2 separate regions of the Rattus norvegicus genome follow, and region 2 is linked to region 1. The links are chromatin contacts, called in public Hi-C maps. All regions are on one chromosome and are shown on one strand. Each heading gives the region's core, a stretch centred on a gene start, on an enhancer-like site or on the middle of the called end of the contact. The rest is flanking DNA. Distances are from core to core; before and after follow the strand shown.

Region 1 (6,024 bases), core at 1,411-3,910:
GTACTTCAGTTTTTCTTGTACATGTGCTGCTTCTGTCTGTACTTTCTGCCCCTCCCAGCTTCTGGTATGAGTTGAAGTAGTAGAAAACCCTTATAAGCCAATCAAAAGCCAACACCGCATTCTTGGACTTTCAAAATGAAGAACCCCAATAAACCTCTTTTTTTTTTTTTTGGTTCTTTTTTCAGAGCTGGGGACCGAACCCAGGGCCTTGCGCTTCCTAAGCAAGCGCTCTACCACTGAGCTAAATCCCCAACCCCACCTCTTTTCTTTATAAATTACTCAGATTTAGGTGTTTTGCTACAGCAACATCAAACTGGTTAAGCAGTTGGCTAAGCATTTCTTCATGTCTAATTAACCATCAAAGTCTGTCCTCAGATTATTTTGAACAAAACATATCTCAGTGGTTTGGAGGGGAGGAGCTACAAACTGGTTCATAAAGCAAAGCTGCAGATTACAGTTCCTGCCAGGAAAAAGCAGTTGAGCCAGATGATGAGCTCCTTGGTTTGGAACAGGCAAGTCCTGTCAAACAAGGGGCAGAGTCAGTTTCGAAATCCTTCAGCAGGAAGCAGTTTGCCTTCCTGCTATCCGTACTCTGGAACATTCAGATATGTTTCCTTCCTGGTACTGTAATGGTAATAATCAAATATAGCTGGTGTGGCCTTTGAAGGATGACAGGTCATTTCCGTTTGAAGCATATGCAGTCAGAGGTGAGCATACATATTTAGATGTATGTGCCCTAAATACACGAGGTCACAGAAAGCTTTGGATTCTAATACAAATCAGGAAATGTTGGCTCTCTGGGTTTTATTGTTGCTACTGGCATTTTCTTGTTGTTTTCTTTTTTAATAAATTCTCAGTGCCTGGACAGTGAGTGATACGGCTTCTAGACCCCTTTTGCTACCAGCCGATTGCTGCAGACCCCCTGAGCATCATCACCATTGCAGAGGGGCTCCTCCCATAACTCCTGGCCCCACATCCACTGCTTTGTTTTCAGCTCTTACCTAAGAGTTGAGCAGCCTAAAGCCACCCAAGTTTGGAACTGAGGTTTTGTTCTTTCACCACCGGGGAGAGGGATGAGAGAATAAATGGAATGATTGACTCTAAAGATACAGGACTTTAAATCCTCACCTGAGTTGAAGGAGCTGGTTGGTATGTAGCTGTTAAACTCCACAGAGAATCTCTGGACCTCCTGCTGAACCTGGTGCGTTCCTCATGCCAATATCTGCATCCAAACACAGTTGAACATTTTGAGGAAAAGCAACTCTGGGTCTCCTCATCTCTATTTCTTTGAGAATCAGCAACTACTGCGTTTCTTTATTATTACCATATTTTTGCTGTGGATTTGCTGCTCTGCATTTTCTGTTCTCGTCACCCAGTTTGGTATATTAAAATATAAAAGTAGGCCCATGTACAGTGCTTCCAAGTTTTGAGGAGGTGGTCTAAAGCCATATGGGTCTGGAAAAAGCAAGGAGGGGGATGTGGGAAGGTTTGAAAGGAGAAAGGGAAGAGAGAAATGACGTAGTTATAATCGGTTGAACTTACTAAAACCAGAGAATGTGGACTCAGTCCAAAAGCGGGGGTTGGGGGAGATGAATGAACTTCCCTGCTGTCTGGTACCTATACAGTGCAGTACAGACAGCTCACTGCTCACAAACTAGCCCTTCCTTTTAAATGTGTGTCCTAACTGCCTCTGCAGTGGTCCTGACACTTGTCATAAATGCAGACCCCTGCCTCCTCCTGTTGCCACTCTCACAGGCATACTTTCTGGGACCACATTTCACACAGTCTTGTTATTACAAAATAGCCCATCCTCTCTCTCTCACCCTCCTTTCTCATCTCTTCTTTTTCTTCCACCCATTCCTTCCATGACACATTTCATGCATCAGCTACAGGCCAGACCTTATACAACATCAAGAGGCTTTGGTTTCTTTTCACATGGCCCAGTAATCACAGAAAGTGTCATAGTTTGTAATTGCTTTACCTCTTTCCCCTCCATATATTTTGAAGCAAGGTCTCTGGGGTAACAGCTTCTACTACAGAGTCTTCTGTGAGATTGTTTATAGATTTTTTAAACTAGGGCCAGAGAGATGGCTCAGCCAGGAAAAGTGCTCGCTTCTGAGCCTGACAACTTGAGTTTCATCCCCAGGATCCACAGAACAGAAGGAGAGAAACTGCTCTCCATGAGCTGTCCTCTGATCTTCCTACACATGGTGTGGCATATGTGAGCAGGTTCACACACATTACCATATACACAAAATAAATTTTTAAAAATGTTTAATTAATTAAAAGAGTATTTCAAACCATCAAGGGGGAAGAAAGACATCCAGGAATAGGCATGACTGGGACTTGGGGGAAGAATTAGGCTATAGGGTGTTGTCAGTTTCATGACTAAGCAGTAACTCTGATTGTGAGTTAAAGGAAGCTTAAATGGCAAGGTTTCAGCAGTAACTTCATTAGATAAACATACCTCCATTCCCAAACGAGTTATACCAAGACAGAGAAGGAGGAAGGACAGAGTTAATAGGGAACTGGAAAAAGCTGACAAAGGGAATAGAGTATTGGGAGAGCCTGAGTCACAAACACACCCACACACAGTGCAGGGCCTGTATTCAAGGGCCGGAGGCCCTGAGTGCAGCTTGCTTTTTCCTAATAAAGTTCATTTGTCTGCACTTATACGTACGTCACAGGAAAACATCGAGGAGGAAACATACCCAAGTGTATACACATGTAGTCCTGCTAGTCAGAAACCACCACTTTAAACATACTTCTCCCCACTCTTTCTACTTTTTGTGTGTTACAGAATAGGTGAGCTCATACCATAGCTGCAATTTGATAACTATTTCCTCCTTGCAATCTGACCATCAGACTGTTGCCTGTGCTTTGATGAGTTCCGTGTGTGTGCTATTATGCCTGCCTCATGGCTCTGCTCCAGCATTGGGCCTTCATAGTGGTTAGCAGTGTGCTGTGGGTCAAACAGCCCTGGGCTTTACTCCCAGTCTCCTCTACCCCATTTACTAGCTTGCTTCATTTAATAGCTTAGTGACCTTGGGAAATGACTTCTCTCAATTATTTCAACAGCAGCCTGGGCATATTGATACCAGTTCCTCATAGAGTTGCTACATGAGTTTCCCAAGTCCGAGATTACTAACTCTTGCAAAACCATCTCCTCCCAAGTTGAAAGATAACATTAATGGCCATTTATTGGTGAGAAAGGAGAGCTAGGTGAGGCGGCTCGTCATCATCTAAAAATAGAGATTTGTACTGATCTTCAGCTTTCAGAATCCTTTGTCTTTCCTACCATGCTATAGTCTTTACTCAGAGCAATTTGGTAGAATCAGCAACTAATAAAGAACCAGGCTGAAAAGATAGTGAATCCAGAGTCTGAATGCTATGATGCCCCCTCTGCAGATAAGAACACAGAAACAGATAAAGACAAGAACACATGTTCTTGTGTATCTTGTATTCTCTGGATTTTATTGGAAACATACTCTTTCTGCAGCGTTGTACTGTGTCAGAGAAAGGTAAGCCAGAGTGGCAGTTAGGTGTCTGTCTGCCTTTTGTGGTCCCTGTATTAATGTCATACTATGACATTTTTGGAAACCAGAGGATACTCGTTGTAGGTTTCTTAGAACCGCAAATACATGGTGCCTGGGAGAGTAAGGAGTGCCAACAGTGATGTGAAGCATCCAGCCCTTCCTCTCAGTTCCCTGCATCCTTCCTTAGTGTTATCACAGCCGATGGTTCTCCCCTTGCCCTTAGCACGACAGAACAAGACGGTGCCTGGCTGTGTTCTCTGACTGCTGTTTAGTCAGTTCATCTGTGTCCCTCTCCCTCCTCTAGTCAGTCTTGGATGACAAAGAATAGCCCCCAAACTCTGAAACAAGTTCAGGGACGAACGCTATTGATCGTACTGCTACTCCCATCGCCTATGGAGTAACAATGTGTAATAGAAAAAATAGTGGGCCACTTCGAAAAACCCCACATCCATTCCAGTTTAGCACATGTTGTAAGGTATAACTGCTATGTGAGTGATCTCACAAATGACCTTCCTCAGCATAAAAAGAGGCAAGAGGGCAGGGGCCTTGCCAGCCTGCAGTAGACTCTTGGTCTGCATTTACTTGAAGGTTCCATACGTCCTATCAGATCTGATTTTGAGTCTTCATGGTCACTCTTGCTGAACCACTTCTTATTCAGCTGATTAAATCTTAATTGCAAATGTGGCTTCAGTTTAGGGGCACCATTGTGCTTGCTGGTTTCAGGCCATTTTTGCTGAACTGAGCTTTTCTAGAAGGCTGTTGTAAATTTAGAAAGGGGGAAACTGCATTTCATTTGTTGGTCTGAGTTTTGTTTTACCGATTGAATTTGCTTCAGTGTTTATTTAGAGGTGCCGAAAGAAAGCTGGTGTCTCTAGGGAGAGAATTGCTCAATTTTTTTTTTGGAGAGGCTCTCCGAAATTGTCCATGCTGCACATAGAAAACAATGTCTATGTTCTGTGATACTCTAGCTTGCCAACAGTCTCATGTGTAATTATGATTGATTTTTCAGAGACCCAAGAAGCCGCCACCTCCATCCGCTCCTGTCATCAAACAAGGGGCAGGTAATGTACCTTTCAGATCCAGCAAACAAAATGTTCATCTTTCTTTTGTACAAATTCAAATTTTCTTTGTTAGAGTTCAAGATTTTTGGATCTACAAACTGCTAGTTTGGGGGTTGTGATTTGGTCTCAGCAGGCAGGTTTTAAATGAGCTGCTGTTTTTCCTAGACACAAACAAACAAACAAACAAACGAAAGAACCCGTATCACTAAAATGTGTCTCCACTACAGTACAGAAATTGGGGTTTTCAAGGAATGTACTTTAAAATGAACTGGGTCTTTTTTTTAAACAATCTGCTTTTGAGGAGCAAAGCCCTGCTTGTCCTTACTGATGGTCAGTTTCCCATGGGATTGCCATGCGTCACTGTTTATGAACAGATTTGCTGGGGTTTCGATGTCTGTCCTATGTGGCTAGCCAAAATTTGCACTTACTTCATCCCCCCCCCCAGAAAAAGATGGTTTTCTAGCCATAGATACTTTCCCTCTTGACTATTTTCTAGTCTTGAAAACAAAATCTAGTTCACTCATTCTGTGTGGTTTAGATATTAAGGGTGAATAGTATAGAAAGAAGTGATGTCACTGCATGATGGATTCTTTTTTTTTTTTTTCTTTTCTTTTTTTCGGAGCTGGGGACCGAACCCAGGGCCTTGCACTTGCTAGGCAAGCGCTCTACCACTGAGCTAAATCCCCAACCCCTGCATGATGGATTCTTATCCATAAAGATGATAGTTCCTGCTTCCCAATGGATGCCTCTTTATAATAGTCACATGTAATTGTGGAGAGAAATCCCTTTTGTGGATGACTATTTAAGTGGTTTGTTAACAAACTGAAGAGGGAAAGGAGAAATCAAAATATATAACATACATGTATGAAAGTGTCACAATGAAACCCATTATATTACACAGTGAATATACACTAAGATATGTGTATATGTACATACTAATTTTGACAAGAAACAACTAAAATAAAATTAAGGCTGTTTTAGTGTAAAAATCCACAATTATATGTATACCGTATAATATAAGAATATAAATTATTGGGTTTTATTTTTTCACACATTTATTAAGAAGTATTTTTTTTTTAGACACGGGGCCTCTCACTCTATCCCTGGATGGCCCAAAATTCACTATGAAGTTCAGGCTGACCTCCAACTAAGAAGTGATTTTTTTTGAAGAAAAAAAAAAGTAAAGTTTTTTAAGGGACTAGAAACTTAGAAGAAAAATCTATTTAAGTTTACATTTCTCTCTTATTTATTTAGCTCTAATTAAGAATTACAGAGATTAACCTGGCACTGGGTAATAATTCTACCTCCTATTCCACCCCAATTTCCACTAACATTGAACAGTTTCATTTTGCCACCTAGTGGCTCTGGTTATATAAATATTTTATTGTGCAAGATTAGAATAGACTAGAAGCGTGTTTTTTTCTCTG
Region 2 (6,024 bases), core at 1,881-4,380, 280 kb before region 1:
AAATGAATTAACATAATTTGGGTTATGTTTGAAATCCTGCATTAGCTATTCTGTTTAAAAGATCCACTTGTAGGAAGGAGGCAGGATGTGGAATTACACTTGTATTCATGTCAGCAGCTGGATTGGAATCTTTAAGTTCACTTTTCTTGTGCTGGTCAGCAACCACTTCTCAGAGAAAAATGAAAGGACAATAGGAATGATTCAGAAGAACGGAGCAATAAGTGGGAAAAGGAATGTTCATTCATAATTTAGGGAAACTGAAGATGAGAAATTCTCAAGTTTTGAATAGTATGGGCAATTGGTTGAGTTAAGGCATTAAAGGCAGGGCACACCTCATTGAAAAAAAGTCTTATTATTAGTCTCTCTTTTGTGATAAAATGCTGAGTTTGTCATTGCAGGAAGTCCATTCAGAGTGTGGAATAAGGGTGCAGGTCTTCAGATCAAGAAAGAGAAATTAGGCTGGGTTGCAGCTAGTTGGATTCAAGCCCCTCACCCCCAGCACCACAAAAACAAAGCATCCTTGAGGTAGACTGTAATGAGCATTATATTGGCAAAATGGGCCTGTGCTCTTTGACGTTGGTCACTGAGAAGCTGGCTTGGAATTGGGGTTGCCCCCTTCAACCATTTCAGAACCAAACATGTTTGTTTCAAAGTGTCCCCCAAGGCCCCCTTTCTAGGGTTGGGCTGCTTCCCCTGACTCTGTGTCAGAAAGGAGACTACAGGCAAACAGCCCAAGAATAAAACCACTGTGTCCTCAGGAACAGCTAGAAGGTGAGCCATTTCCAACAGAGGTCACCACTGTTATCCCACGATATAAAAGTGCAGACTGTGGGAAAGAGAAGCCAGGGAAAGGATAGCTATCATAGATCCCTTTCTGGACCATATGAAACACAGACCAAGACTCAAACCTTCAAGGGGCCTATCTTTATCCTTGTGAGGTTGGCAAAGCAGTTCAATTTGAAGGCTAAGATTGAGAGTGATGTTAAGGAGAGAAAGCAAGCTCTCTCTAGAGTCCCTTGCTGGTTGTGGAATTGGCTACACTAGACTTTGTGATGTCCAAGGTAAGTCTGGTCGATTTCTTCAACAGTGGTTCAATGATTTTATTTGTACGGATGTTTTACCTGGATATACACTCCGTGTGTGTAGTGCCCACAGAGATCAAAAGACAGCATCAGATTCCTTGGAACTGGAGTTACAAATGGTTGTGAGCCATCATGAGGTTGCTGGTAATTGAACCTCGTTCTCTGGATGAGAATGCATGGGTCAGCAACCACAACTTTTCAGCATCCTATGTGCCAAGCCACCGTAAATCTAGCTCAGCTATTTCCATATTGAACACATGCCCAGCCATTTTTGGGGGGTCTGAATGTTTTTGAGAGAGAATTAGGATAGTCTAATGATCTGGGGCTTAGCCAAGACAGCCACTTTCAGAATGAGACATATCTCCGGTCAGTTTTTGTTGAATTTAGGGGAGAATGTTCTACTGACAACGGGTTAAGTTAGGCTCTGAGTCTCGGTGTTTGTCAACTGCAGGAAAATAAGCTTTCATTGTCTTACTTAGACCATGGAAGTGTCAAGGCATGTAACAAGCAGGACCACTGTATGGATGAGCCTTCTGTTTTTTGATTAGTCTAGGTTGCTGTGACACACATGGATAGTATCCAGAAGGATGCTGCTACTCCTCTTGTTTTTAAAGCCCTGACAGAAAGTCTCTCCTCTTCCCACCTTCTTACTCATCAGGATCATGCTTCGTGTCCCAGGCTAGCCGTTAAGTCAGAACTCATTAACTTCTCCATCTTCTTTGCCTCAGTTTTATGACTGAGTGCCCCCACCTCCCACACTCCAGTATATTTCTACAGAGATCCTAGGCTTTGAGCAATGTACAAACGATGCTGCGTTATTACTCACAGGGTTTGCAAGACAGGTCTCCCTTGGGCACAGGGTCAGCTTTTATTTGTCACCTTTGGGTTCACTAGTCCCCAGCCTTCACTTGCAGGGGCCAATGATCTATTTTCTCTCTTGTCTCACTTTCCCTGTTGCCTATTTTGTCTCCAGTCTAGCTCACTATCTTTTCCTACCACCAGATGGTGGAAAGTGGAAAGGAAACAACAGGCTGCTCAACGAATGCGGTTGCAGGCAAGTCTCTTCGGCTGAAAGGTGTGGTGGAGAATGGGCTCCAAAAAAGGAGCTCATGAGTTGCCCAGGAATTCCTATGAATTTCTTTCTTCATTTTAGTGTCCACTTAAAATTGTTGTCTATCCAGGTTTGAGGATCAATAGAGCACAGCGATGTCTGATGGAGAACCAGCCAATCTTTGTCTCCAGACCTAGAAACATTCCTAAGCAGCCGAGCCAACTGGTCCGGGTACCCCTGGGTCCGATGTAAGGAAGGTCTAATCCTGTGAGGGGCGGTGCCTAGCAGCGGACCTGCTCAGCAACCTGACTGCACCCTTCTTCTCGTTGGGCACCCCTAGCCCAGTCCCTCCCACGCTCCAAACTCGTGCCTGGTCTGCCAGTACTCCAAAGCCTCAGCCAAAGGCCCCTTCCTCCCACAGCCCCCCTACTAGCAGCCTTCTTCCTGATGTTCTCTCTGTTCCCCGCGGGGAGGGGGTGTCACCTGGTAATAACCCAGCATGTGTCCCACTCTTCACCTGTCAGCAGCTTCCCCTCCCCCAGCCCTCCTTCCCCGGGGTTCCGCTTTCGATCCACCTTTTCCACGTGCCCCACAACTCCGACGCCCCCACCCCCACGGACCCCCTAAATCTCCTCCAGTCTCGAGGAGTCTCGCGGCATTTCCCGGGGCGTGAGCGGAGCATTGGCGAATAGGGGGCAAACCCGCTGCCGAGCTCAGGCTGGGACAGAGCCGAGGTGAGGGGGGCGGCCGAGCCCCGCCAACAGAGGACAAGCCCAGGAGTCCGGCCCGACAAGGCTCGGGCCCCGCCCCTCGGCCCCGCCCCCGCCTGGCGGCCGCGCCTCTTAGGCGGGCGGAGCCGCTGAGCTTCGCCGCGGCGGGGAGGAGGGGAGAGCAGGCTCAGAGGCGGCTGCAGGGCACTGGGCTGGGCGGTGCTTTTTTTTTTCTTTTCTTTCTTTCTTTTTTTTTTTTTTTTTCGCAATTTCCACTTTCGGAGAGCAGGAAACCCGGAGCAGCCGGGTGCAGCGGGGCCGCGATGCAGCAGCAGCAGCAGCAGGAGTCGCCCCAGGGCAGCAGCGGCAGCAGCAGCAGAAGCAGTAGCGGGCGGCGCTGAGCTGCCACCACCGCCGCTGAGGAAGAAGCCGGCCAAGCAGCAGCCGCGTCCCGACGCCCGCGCCCCCGATCCCCGCGCCGCGACCTCCGCGCCCCGAACCCTACGCCCGGTTCCGCCAACTTTCACTCTGCTTTGGCGACTCAGCTCGGCTTGGCGCCAATGGGTGAGTGCAGGGGCCGCTCGAACCTTCAGCCCTTCTGTGTAGAGGGTCGGCGCGCCCATCCCGGGACCGCGGACCCGGGGAGGGCGCCCTGGAGCAGGGCCGGGAGAGTGACATCGCGCAGAGCGCCCTCCCTCGCCCTGCGGACCCCGATTCACTCTCACTTGCTTTAGTGTCCCTGCGGAGCCCGCGCGCTGCACGGACTGGAACCGGAGGGGGCCTGAGCAGAGAATCGCGGGGGCTGGCTCGGGGGCTGCTTGGGTTGAGGGATTCAGGGGGTGTGGCTGGCTTTTTCGGGTGGGCGGGGAGAGTTTTGTCTTTGCCATTCTCCCACCCAAGTACACCCTCCCCTCTGCTGCGGAAGCGGGCACCAGGATTTGGTGGGCTCTGGCCCTGTACAGGGAGGGCTCTTGGTGCCTCTCTGGACCAGCCTGAGAAGAACCTTGAATGTCGGGGTCTTTGGGGGAGGATTAGATTGCTTTTACCGCCAGATGATGCTGGTGGTGGGAGGTTAGGAAACGCCCCAGTACCGGGCAAGGCAGGCTGTCCTAGGGTCCTGAGCTCTTCATGCACTCCCCACTTCTACCTCTACCTCTGACTCTCTGTCTTCCCCCCACACTGAACCCTTCTCCACTCTGTTATACTCAAAGGCTACTTCCTATATCCTCCTCTAAGTCTGCAGGGCCAGGAACTGGAAATGGTGATCTAGTTTTTGATTTACCTAGCAAACATAATTTTCATGTAGGCAGCTAACACTAGGTTTTCTGGGTCCCTTTTATTATAGACCTGACAGTGTAGGGACCACCTTACTGTCCAGAGGAGCCGGCACTTTATTGAGTAAAGGACTTGTGATTGTCTTGCCTCTATTAAACGTTTGGTTTACCTAGGTCATAGCCTTGCTGATGGCCAGTCTTTGCTTTTTATGCCTCTAGCAGATGTTTTTGGGGTGTTTCTAGGCCAAGCTCAGCAGTCTGCACATTATAATAAATCACTATAAAGTGAGACTTTTTGTATGCAGGTAATAGATCTTACACCAGCTAGCAAGAAATAGGCAGGAGTCACAGGGTGCACATACACGCACAGCAAGCACTGGAGGAGGGTCTAACCCAGTAAGTTGTTCATAAGTGAAGTTCAAATCCCTTTTGTTTGTTTACCAAAATGCCTTTCCCTTTGTCAAAGTGATAATGACTGGGTGGCCTCTCAGCTTAAGAATCACTTTTTCACAGTGTCCTTTTCTGATGATCATAGCACTCCTAGTCTAAATGAGCTCCTTTATCCTACGACATTTTTTTCCATGTCAGGATGACATATTCTAGTGTGTTTAATATTTATCTCCTCTACCTGAGGCTCAGTGACCATTGGGACAGCATTGTGCTGTATGACAATACTCAGAATGTTTTTTCTTCTATGTCTGGTGCAGATCAGGCTCAGAATCAATATTGAATGGATGGGTGGATGGCGTGAAACTCCATGGAAGACACACTTAATTCATACTCTTGCTTTGCCTTGATGAAGATGACAGTCCGTTGGCAAAAGAAAATACTTTAAAACTCTTATAGGTCATTTTAGAAATGCACTGCCTTCTCCTGAGGTGATAAGGAATGTTTTTGGGATCACCTTTCCTTTGGGGTGGATTACTGAAAGAGTTATGCACAAAAAGAATTTGCTGGTCTGCATAGGCAGCCTGTGCTCTGTAGATCTCAATGGAAAGAGGATGGAGTTCCCTTTAAGGAGCAGCAGACTGGTTTATCATTGAGATCTAAACTGTTTGCATTCTTCAGAAAATGAGAGCGTGCTTCTGCGATTTACAGCCTTTTCCAGTATCATTTTAAAATTGTAGCCATTATGCAGTAGGGGTGCAGCAATCAATTATTATTTATTCCAGGAGTTCATACATAGAGGCACCAAGAGTAAAATGAATGCCATTTAATTCATTATAATGTGCCTAAGTGGGATTTAAGGTGCTTGTAGTTTGTGGGCAAAAATCACCTGCTGTTTTCTAAAGTGTCTTTAGTGGTATATTTGCAACGAAGTACAGATATTTAATAGTTGGTTCTATTTGTTTTCTAATAGCAAGACCTAGTAGTGCTGCGGTTCTCTGCACACCACATACACACACACGCACACAGACACACACACACATGGACACACACACGCACACATACAGAAAGAGAGAGAAATGCATATACATAGACACACACAGAGACACAGACACCTATATATATCACACAGACACACATATTCATGCCCACATGCAAACACACACACACACACACACACACACACACACACAGAGAGAAACATATACATAGACACACACAGAGACACAGACACCTACATACATTACACAGACACACATATACGTGCCCATGTGCAAATACACACACACACACACACACACACAGAGAGAGAGAGAGAGAGAGAGAGAGAGAGAGAGAGAGAGAGAGAGTTCCTTTCTGCAAAGCTCTCTGGTTTTCAGAAGATATCTCTTATTCGTCAACTGATATGCTTGCTTGGCCTGGTGATGATTTTCCTGCCGATGGCTAACATAACCCAATCATATCATATAGTCCTTGATCTAAACACTAACTGAAAGTCACACAATCCCTAATCCTGAAGT

What was found. Hi-C and Micro-C count contacts between places; a contact is called where the count stands out from the background.
Region 2: a contact with region 1 is called in a Hi-C map of Schwann cells, with 5 times the contacts expected there. The contact joins the promoter of Sh3kbp1 here to the enhancer-like site in region 1. A contact is called at or near these places in 3 of 12 Hi-C or Micro-C datasets (the A7r5 cell line, Schwann cells and frontal cortex).

What each region holds. Positions count from the first base shown.
Region 1 is chrX:38,747,462-38,753,485 of GRCr8, reverse strand. Sh3kbp1 (SH3 domain-containing kinase-binding protein 1) reads left to right here. Exons shown (of 18, transcript NM_053360.3): 10 at 4,546-4,597. Among named protein-coding and RNA genes, the nearest start is that of Map3k15, 83 kb to the right of the region's middle. Within about 2 kb of position 2,660, at least 2 of the 93 cell types and tissues checked have an H3K27ac peak or open chromatin away from gene starts, as enhancers often do. A contact at or near this core is called in Schwann cells, where this site is marked.
Region 2 is chrX:39,028,499-39,034,522 of GRCr8, reverse strand. Sh3kbp1 (SH3 domain-containing kinase-binding protein 1) reads left to right here and starts at 3,130. Exons shown (of 18, transcript NM_053360.3): 1 at 3,130-3,407. The coding sequence starts at 3,404.